2 separate regions of the Pan troglodytes genome follow, and region 1 is linked to region 2. The links are chromatin contacts, called in public Hi-C maps. All regions are on one chromosome and are shown on one strand. The core of a region is the stretch at or near the end of the contact, and the rest is flanking DNA. Distances in the headings are between cores, read along the strand shown.

Evidence for each region. A called contact is a pair of places that touch in the nucleus more often than the background predicts.
Region 1: a Hi-C map of induced pluripotent stem cells shows a contact between it and region 2, with 1.9 times the contacts expected there. The contact joins two enhancer-like sites. A contact is called at or near these places in 3 of 7 Hi-C or Micro-C datasets (blood, induced pluripotent stem cells and stem cell-derived neural progenitor cells).

The regions. Positions count from the first base shown.
Region 1 is chr2:174,968,702-174,972,221 of NHGRI_mPanTro3-v2.0_pri, forward strand. No RefSeq gene overlaps it. Among named protein-coding and RNA genes, the nearest start is that of PLD1, 14 kb to the left of the region's middle. Within about 2 kb of position 2,065, at least 2 of the 24 cell types and tissues checked have an H3K27ac peak or open chromatin away from gene starts, as enhancers often do. A contact at or near this core is called in induced pluripotent stem cells, where this site is marked.
Region 2 is chr2:174,784,696-174,788,072 of NHGRI_mPanTro3-v2.0_pri, forward strand. The region is part of intron 22 of PLD1 (phospholipase D1); the gene reads right to left. Among named protein-coding and RNA genes, the nearest start is that of PLD1, 170 kb to the right of the region's middle. Within about 2 kb of position 1,561, at least 4 of the 24 cell types and tissues checked have an H3K27ac peak or open chromatin away from gene starts, as enhancers often do. A contact at or near this core is called in induced pluripotent stem cells, where this site is marked.

The DNA.
Region 1 (3,520 bases), core at 815-3,314, 180 kb after region 2:
GTCAGGTGGCAAAAACCTCAAAGAAGCAGGGTTTTTTACATAGGGATAGAAGGGTAGTCACTGAGAAACAAGACTGTGAATTTAGGATTATTCCCACACTGCCTCCAGACCACATGGTATTGTTCCAGTATCCTCATGATGAAGCAGGAGCTCCCAGAGGGGTCCAGGGAACTCACCCATCCAAGGACTAGAGTAGCACTGCTCCAAGTATTGCAGAGCTGGAAGCCCAGTTTGATTTTTGAGATAGCATCAAAGGCAGAACCAAAAGCAAAAGACAGGCAAACAATCAGAACAGCTGATTTAAAGGGGCTAGAGGGAGAGGCAGGATTAAAATATTGGGTCACAGTTTGAAATAACGAATAATGGGCCAGAACAGGCATATAGTGGTGAATAGAAGAATGAGTGGTTGTATTGGGTCTGAAATTTAACATTCCATGAAATGTATTTATTGGTTCCTCTTTCACAGCCGGATTCCCCCTCAAAGCGTCTTAAGAACTACAAGCAGAGACACAAGGCCTCACCACTATTTACGACAAAAACAGAAAAAAGGAGATGAGGAGGGACAAGTAGTTCATTTTGTGTAGTGGCGTTGAGGAACCCTCAAAAAACAAAAAACAACTTGCACAACTTTCCTAGGTTTACCAACAGATGAGCAGACAGCAGGAAATCTCATGGAGCTTCAAGGTGGAAGCTTGGGAGGCTTAAGGTTGCTTGCTTAAGGTTTTTAATTCTTTTGTTGGACATAGTCTGACATAAAAAGCCCAGGCGAAAGTGCCTGCTGTCAGAGCCTTACTCATCCTGGAGGTGAAAGGTCTTTGTTCTTCATCCATCAGAGGAACCTCCCATCCCACCTTCTTCACACTCTGGGTCCTGCCTTGGCACATAAATTACACTTGGTATCGTACATCTGGGTCCCATTCCAGCCAACTTAATCTTAACATTTTTAGAGAATGCCCTTCGCTGTCCTCATGGGCACTTTACCAAGGTGACTTTCTTTTATATATTGTGCGAATATCTGTAACTTACCCATAAAATAATGTTTCCATAAATTTAACAAATACGTATTGTGCTGCTTTTTTTTCCTTTATAACTTTTGCATGTAAGCAAGCCAAACTCATAAACAGAAAGGTCGCAACATTTTTAAACTGAAGATGAAATCATCTTAAAGTGTTGTTGGCAAAAAGAGGGGTAAGCTTTGATGCGCTGAAGATTGAGGAACTGTGCTATCTCACGATGGCATGCTTCCAGCAGACTGCAGTGAATGGCACAGCATTGCAGGAGCACAAGCCACATGGTATTGTTCTGCAACAGGTTCAGGATGAGAAGCTTGTTTAGAGGACAAAGGAACACAGGCTCCAGAGGCGTATTGGTCGGGGTTCTCCAGGGGGACAGAACTAATACGATATATGTATGTATGACAGGGTATTTATTAGGGAGAATTGGCTCACATGATAACAAGGCAAAGTCACACAATTGGCTGTCTGCAAGCTGGGGAAGAAAGAAGCCAGTAGTAACTCAGTCCAAGTTCGAAAGCCTCAAACCAGGGAAGCCAACAGTGCAGCCTTCAGTCTGTGGCTGAAGGCCCGAGAGCCCCCAGCAAGTCACCGGTGCAAGTCCCCAGAGTCCAAAGGCTGAAGAACCTGGAGTTTGATATCCAAGGGCAGGAGGAGCAGAAGGAAGCATCCAGCATGGGAAAAAGAAGGAAGCCAGAAGACCCAGCAAGCAAGGTCATCCCACCTTTTTCCACCTGCTCTGTTGTAGCCTCTCTGGCAGCCGATTGGATGGTGCCCACCCACATTGAGGGTGGATCTTCCTCTCCTAGTCCACCGGCTGAAATGACAATCTCCTCTGGCAACACCCTCACAGACACACCCAGAAACAATACTTCACCAGCAACCTAGGCATCTTTCAATTCACTCAAGTTGACACCTAATATTAACTACCGCGAGAGTTAATATAAAGCTCCCGCCTAAGTTAGCAAGGGGAGCTGATGAGTAAGAGGGGACAAAATACACAGCACATGCGAGGATGAGTAATTGGTGCATCCGCACTGGGGAGTAGGCTGAGAATAACCGGGAAGTTGGGCACGGTGGGAGTTAATTGGCAGGAATTGTTAATAGCTCTGAGGTGCTGTGAAGAGTTATTTCCATGCAGGGGCAAACTGTGGCTGCCGGTGGTATCAAAGGCCTGTGGGTGCTAGCAGGTTGTAGTGCTCTTTGCCGAGAATGTTCCTCAACTTCCTTGCTTTTGTTTGCTTATTGTTTGTTTTTAATCCAAGTTCAGGAGAAAGGGGAGGAAGGAACTGGGCAGGAAAGGCAAATATGAAGGTGGAAAGGATTTAGGCAGAGATGCTCAGCTCATCTACATGATAAAGATCTAGGAGAGTGAGGAAAGGAGAGGAAGAAAAATGTACATAGGAATAGGATAGAGGGAAAGTGTTAAAGTGTGGGGCCAAGAGGATCCAGAGTGGTGTCAGGAGAGGGCTTGAGCCCCTTATTGCTTGGAGTATGAATTGGATCCCACTTTACGGTCATCATGTTATGTAAATTTCAAAACTTATCTTTTCAAATGACGCTTGTGGTCGTTGCACTGTGACTGACTATGATTGTGTAAACTGAGCCGCATAGAGCTCCAGGATTTCTTGGATTTCACAATGTTGTTGGAAAAGTTACTACAGTGGGAATTCCAGATGAAGTCCGGGGAAGGCATGTGTTGTGTGTTGTTGTTTCTTTCAGTGTCATATGGGAATTAGTAAGGCTCTTCAGTGACTTCAGGAAATCTGACCTCTAAAGAGATTATTTTTCAACTTGTTGAAGAAAAGGCTTGCTTGTGATTTGTAGACACATAAAAGAAAACAAACAGAAAAATGAGATGCACAAGCAGCCAGTTTGCAAAAGAAAAAATAAAATGACAAATTCATAAATAAATAAGTAAGTGCCCCACGGGGAGTTTAGAAACATAACAATAAAGCACAATAAAATAACATTTTTTAATGTATTAAATCTAAATACTTTTTTTTCTCTTAATGATAAGACCTTTTTTAGTGAGCACAGAGTGAGGGAAAGCAGGCAGGTGTGTTCGTTGTTGGGAAGAGTTAAACATTTTTCAGGATAATTTGGCAAATACATATCAATACATTCAAACTTTTTTTCTTATCCTTTAGCCTAGAAATTCCAATTGTAGGATTTTTATCCTAAGGTAAAAATTATGGATTTATTTTAAAAATTAAGACTATTAATTCTAATATGATCTGTAATCACAAAAAATAGAAATGACATAAAAATCTTATAATCATGTTTACCTAAATTATTGTACAACTAAATAGTAAAATACTATAAAGTTATTAAGATAATGTTTTTGAATGATAGTTACTAATGTGAAAAAAGTAACCAAAATTTAAACTTAGATTCTAAAATCAAGATGCAAAACCTGATTGGCCTGGGCCTGAGAATTGCTGTGCAAGACTAAGCAAAGTCTTCCCTTTCAATCATCTTTATGGCCACGGAGTTAGATTGATATA
Region 2 (3,377 bases), core at 311-2,810:
ATATATATATGAAAGATAGATATATAAATATATAATATATAATATATAATTTTATATATTATTTATATATAGCACATAAAATATATATCTATACATATATTTATAATATATAATATATAAGTAATATGTAAATATATCATATATTATCTATATATAAATATTTTCATATAAATAAGATATATATGAATATATATTATATAGATGGATATATAAATATATATGTAAATTATATATTTATATATAATTTTTAATTTATATTTTATATATTATATAAAATATCTATATAAATTAGATATATTTATTTTTAATAGATAAATATTTTATTTAATACATAATAATATATATTTATATAACATATGATATATAATATATTCATATTATATATATAATATATATATTATATATTATATATAATACATATTCATATAATATATATTATATAAATATATAAACATATATTCATACATATATCCTTCATATATATGAAAAGATTTATTATGAGGAATTGGCTCAGGTAATTATGGAGGCTGATAAGTTATATTTATATAATTTCTCTCTCTCTCTCTCTCTCTCTATATATATATATATATATATATATATATCTCCTATTGGTTCTGTTTCTTGAGGGAACCCTGACTAATACAATGTCTTTAAAGGAATTTGTCCATCTATCTGGGCTAATTTGTTGGCATACAACTGTTCATAGTATTCTACACTCAATTTTATTTCTGTAAAGTCAGTAGTAATGTCCCCCCTTAGTTTCTGATTTTGGTACTTTGAATCTTCTCTATTTGTTACTTACTCAGTCCACCTAAAAGGTTTGGCAATTTTGTTGATCTTTTCAAAAAGCTAACTTTTGGTTTCACTAATTTTCTCTATTTTTTTCTATTATCTCATTTATTTCCCCTCCAATCTCTGTTATTTATTTTATTCTGCTTGCTTTAGGTTTAGTTTTCTCTTCTTTTTCTACTTTCCTAAAATGTAAGGTTAGGTTATTGATTTGAGATTTCTTATTTTCTATTAAATAATATAAATGTTTATAGTTATAAATTTCCCTGTAAGCATTGCTATAGCTGCCTCTCATAAGTTTGGATATGTTGTTTTCATTTTCATTCATCTCAAAATATTTTCTACTCTCCTTTGAAGTATCTTCTTTGATTCTTTGGTTATTTAGAAGTATGTTGTATAATTTCCACCTATCTGTGAATTCCCAACATTTCCTTTTGTTATTTATAATTTCATTCCATTGTGGTCAGAGAACATACTTTATACAATTCCTTAAATGCCTGTACCAAATGAGTTTCTTATACTTTACTGAGGGGCTCTGTGTATGTGTGTGAGGGCCACAGGCCTTACATGCTCAGGCATGCAGTTTATAACTCTGCCTTAGGCTTCACTTTCTGCTTCCACAGAGCCTCAAGGTCAGCCAGAGGTGAGAGCTTAGGGCCTTCTCAGTCCTTTCCTGAGCATGTGCATTGCCCTGGGCGTGCACACAGCCCTACACATACCCATGACCTTTCAGATTCCCAGGGATATGTTGGAAGTTTCTAGTGCCCACTAGGGGATCTCCTTCCTCAGCTTATCCTCTTAAGATTTTTAGTCAGCTTCTTGCTCACTCAACTGTTACTGCCTCTTCAGTCAGCTGCGATGCTAAATAAATGTTGCTGATTGTTTTTGATAAATACCAGGTTTTCTAAAAAGTCTACTTGCACTGAGCAAGGTCTGAGTCAGGTGAAATAAATATAAGTACTTAGAATGGGCGTTTAAAGGGAAGTGCCAGACAGGTCAAATAATGACAATGTGAGAACTGTGGGACATGGGAGCCTTAACCCTGATCTGCTCCCTCCAATGGCTGCTAGGCTGCTGGTTTTCACCCTGATTTGAGCAGCTGTTGGCTTTTAAGACTATCATGGAGCTGAGAAGAGGGAGATGGGTATATGGCAAGTTAAAATGCCACAAAGCTTGCTATTCTTACCAAGATTCAGCTGTTTTTCTTGATTAAACACTCCTTGGATTGTTACAAGCCTTTAGTTAATTTCTCCATCCAAAGAAGTTGATTGTGACAACTTTTGTCAGTATTTTTGTTGCTTTTATGTAGGACTATATTTTTGGAGATCCTTCCTCTGCCATTCCTGCTGATGTCCTAATTTCTTACTTTTAAGCTAAAAATATACAGACTTGGAAAGTCTATTATTTTCTACCCACATTCCAGTACATCATCCAGTGCACCCCATTTGGGAGGCTACCAGTATAAAATAAAATCTTCCTTCAAAAAACTCAATTGAGGTTTATATTCTATCTGAAGGTCATATCATGACCTTCACATGATTAGGATGAGTCCTTCTGCCTTTTCCAGACCTCCTGCGGCAGCTCCATTCTCTTGGTCCATTGGATTGAAACTCAGAATTAGCTGACGCTTCCCTTCCTCTCCTGCTTCCACATCCCCTCAAGTCTTCCCTCATAATCTTATCCACACATGACCCTCCTTTTCCATTACCAGTGCACCTTTGTCTCTTGCTTGCCACCATCTCTACCCTGTTTACCAACAGTAAATGAATCTTCATATAAACGTCAGTTTGATGAATTTGCTCCAGGGGCTCAGAGGGTTTCCACCAACCTCTTCTTGCCTTCTGGATAAAACCTAGCCTTCTTAGTGTGGCTGTCCACGTTTTCACAATCTGGACCCAACTTGAACTGGAAGTCATACAACTTGGGTTCTGATTCCAGCTTAGTTTGTATCGATACACAAAGATATAGAGCAAAGATATAGAGCACAGAGATATAGAGCAATATTGAGTGCCCACTATATGCTGAACCCATAGTTCAGGGAGCTATAGATAGGTAAACCCCTAGTTACAATATATTGTAGCCAAGAACTAGGTAGAAGAATCAATTAAGAACACATCTGAGGCTGCACATGGTGGCTCACACTTGTAATCCCAGCACTTTGGGAGGCTGTGGCGGGTGGATCACCTGAGGTCAGGAGTTCCAGACAGGCCTGGCCAACACGGTGAAACCTCGTCTCTACTAAAAATACAAAAAAATTAGTTGGGCATGGTGGCACACACCTGTAATCCCAGCTACTCGGGAGGCTGAGGCAAAAGAACTGCTTGAACCCAGGAGGCAGAGGTTGCAGTGAGCTGGGACCGTGCCATTGCACTCCAGCCTGGGCAACAAGAATGAAACCCAGTCTCAAAAAAAAAAAAAAAAAAAAAGACGTCTGTGAAAGTGTCTTTGAAAAGTATAAAAAATTGTATCCAGTAGATAAAGAAGAACAAACAACTATAATACCTCATAAAGATGATCGTTATTATTAAAACAACTATGTATAAATAAAAATAAATAGAAATTACAAAGATGCTCAGTTTTTATTACCT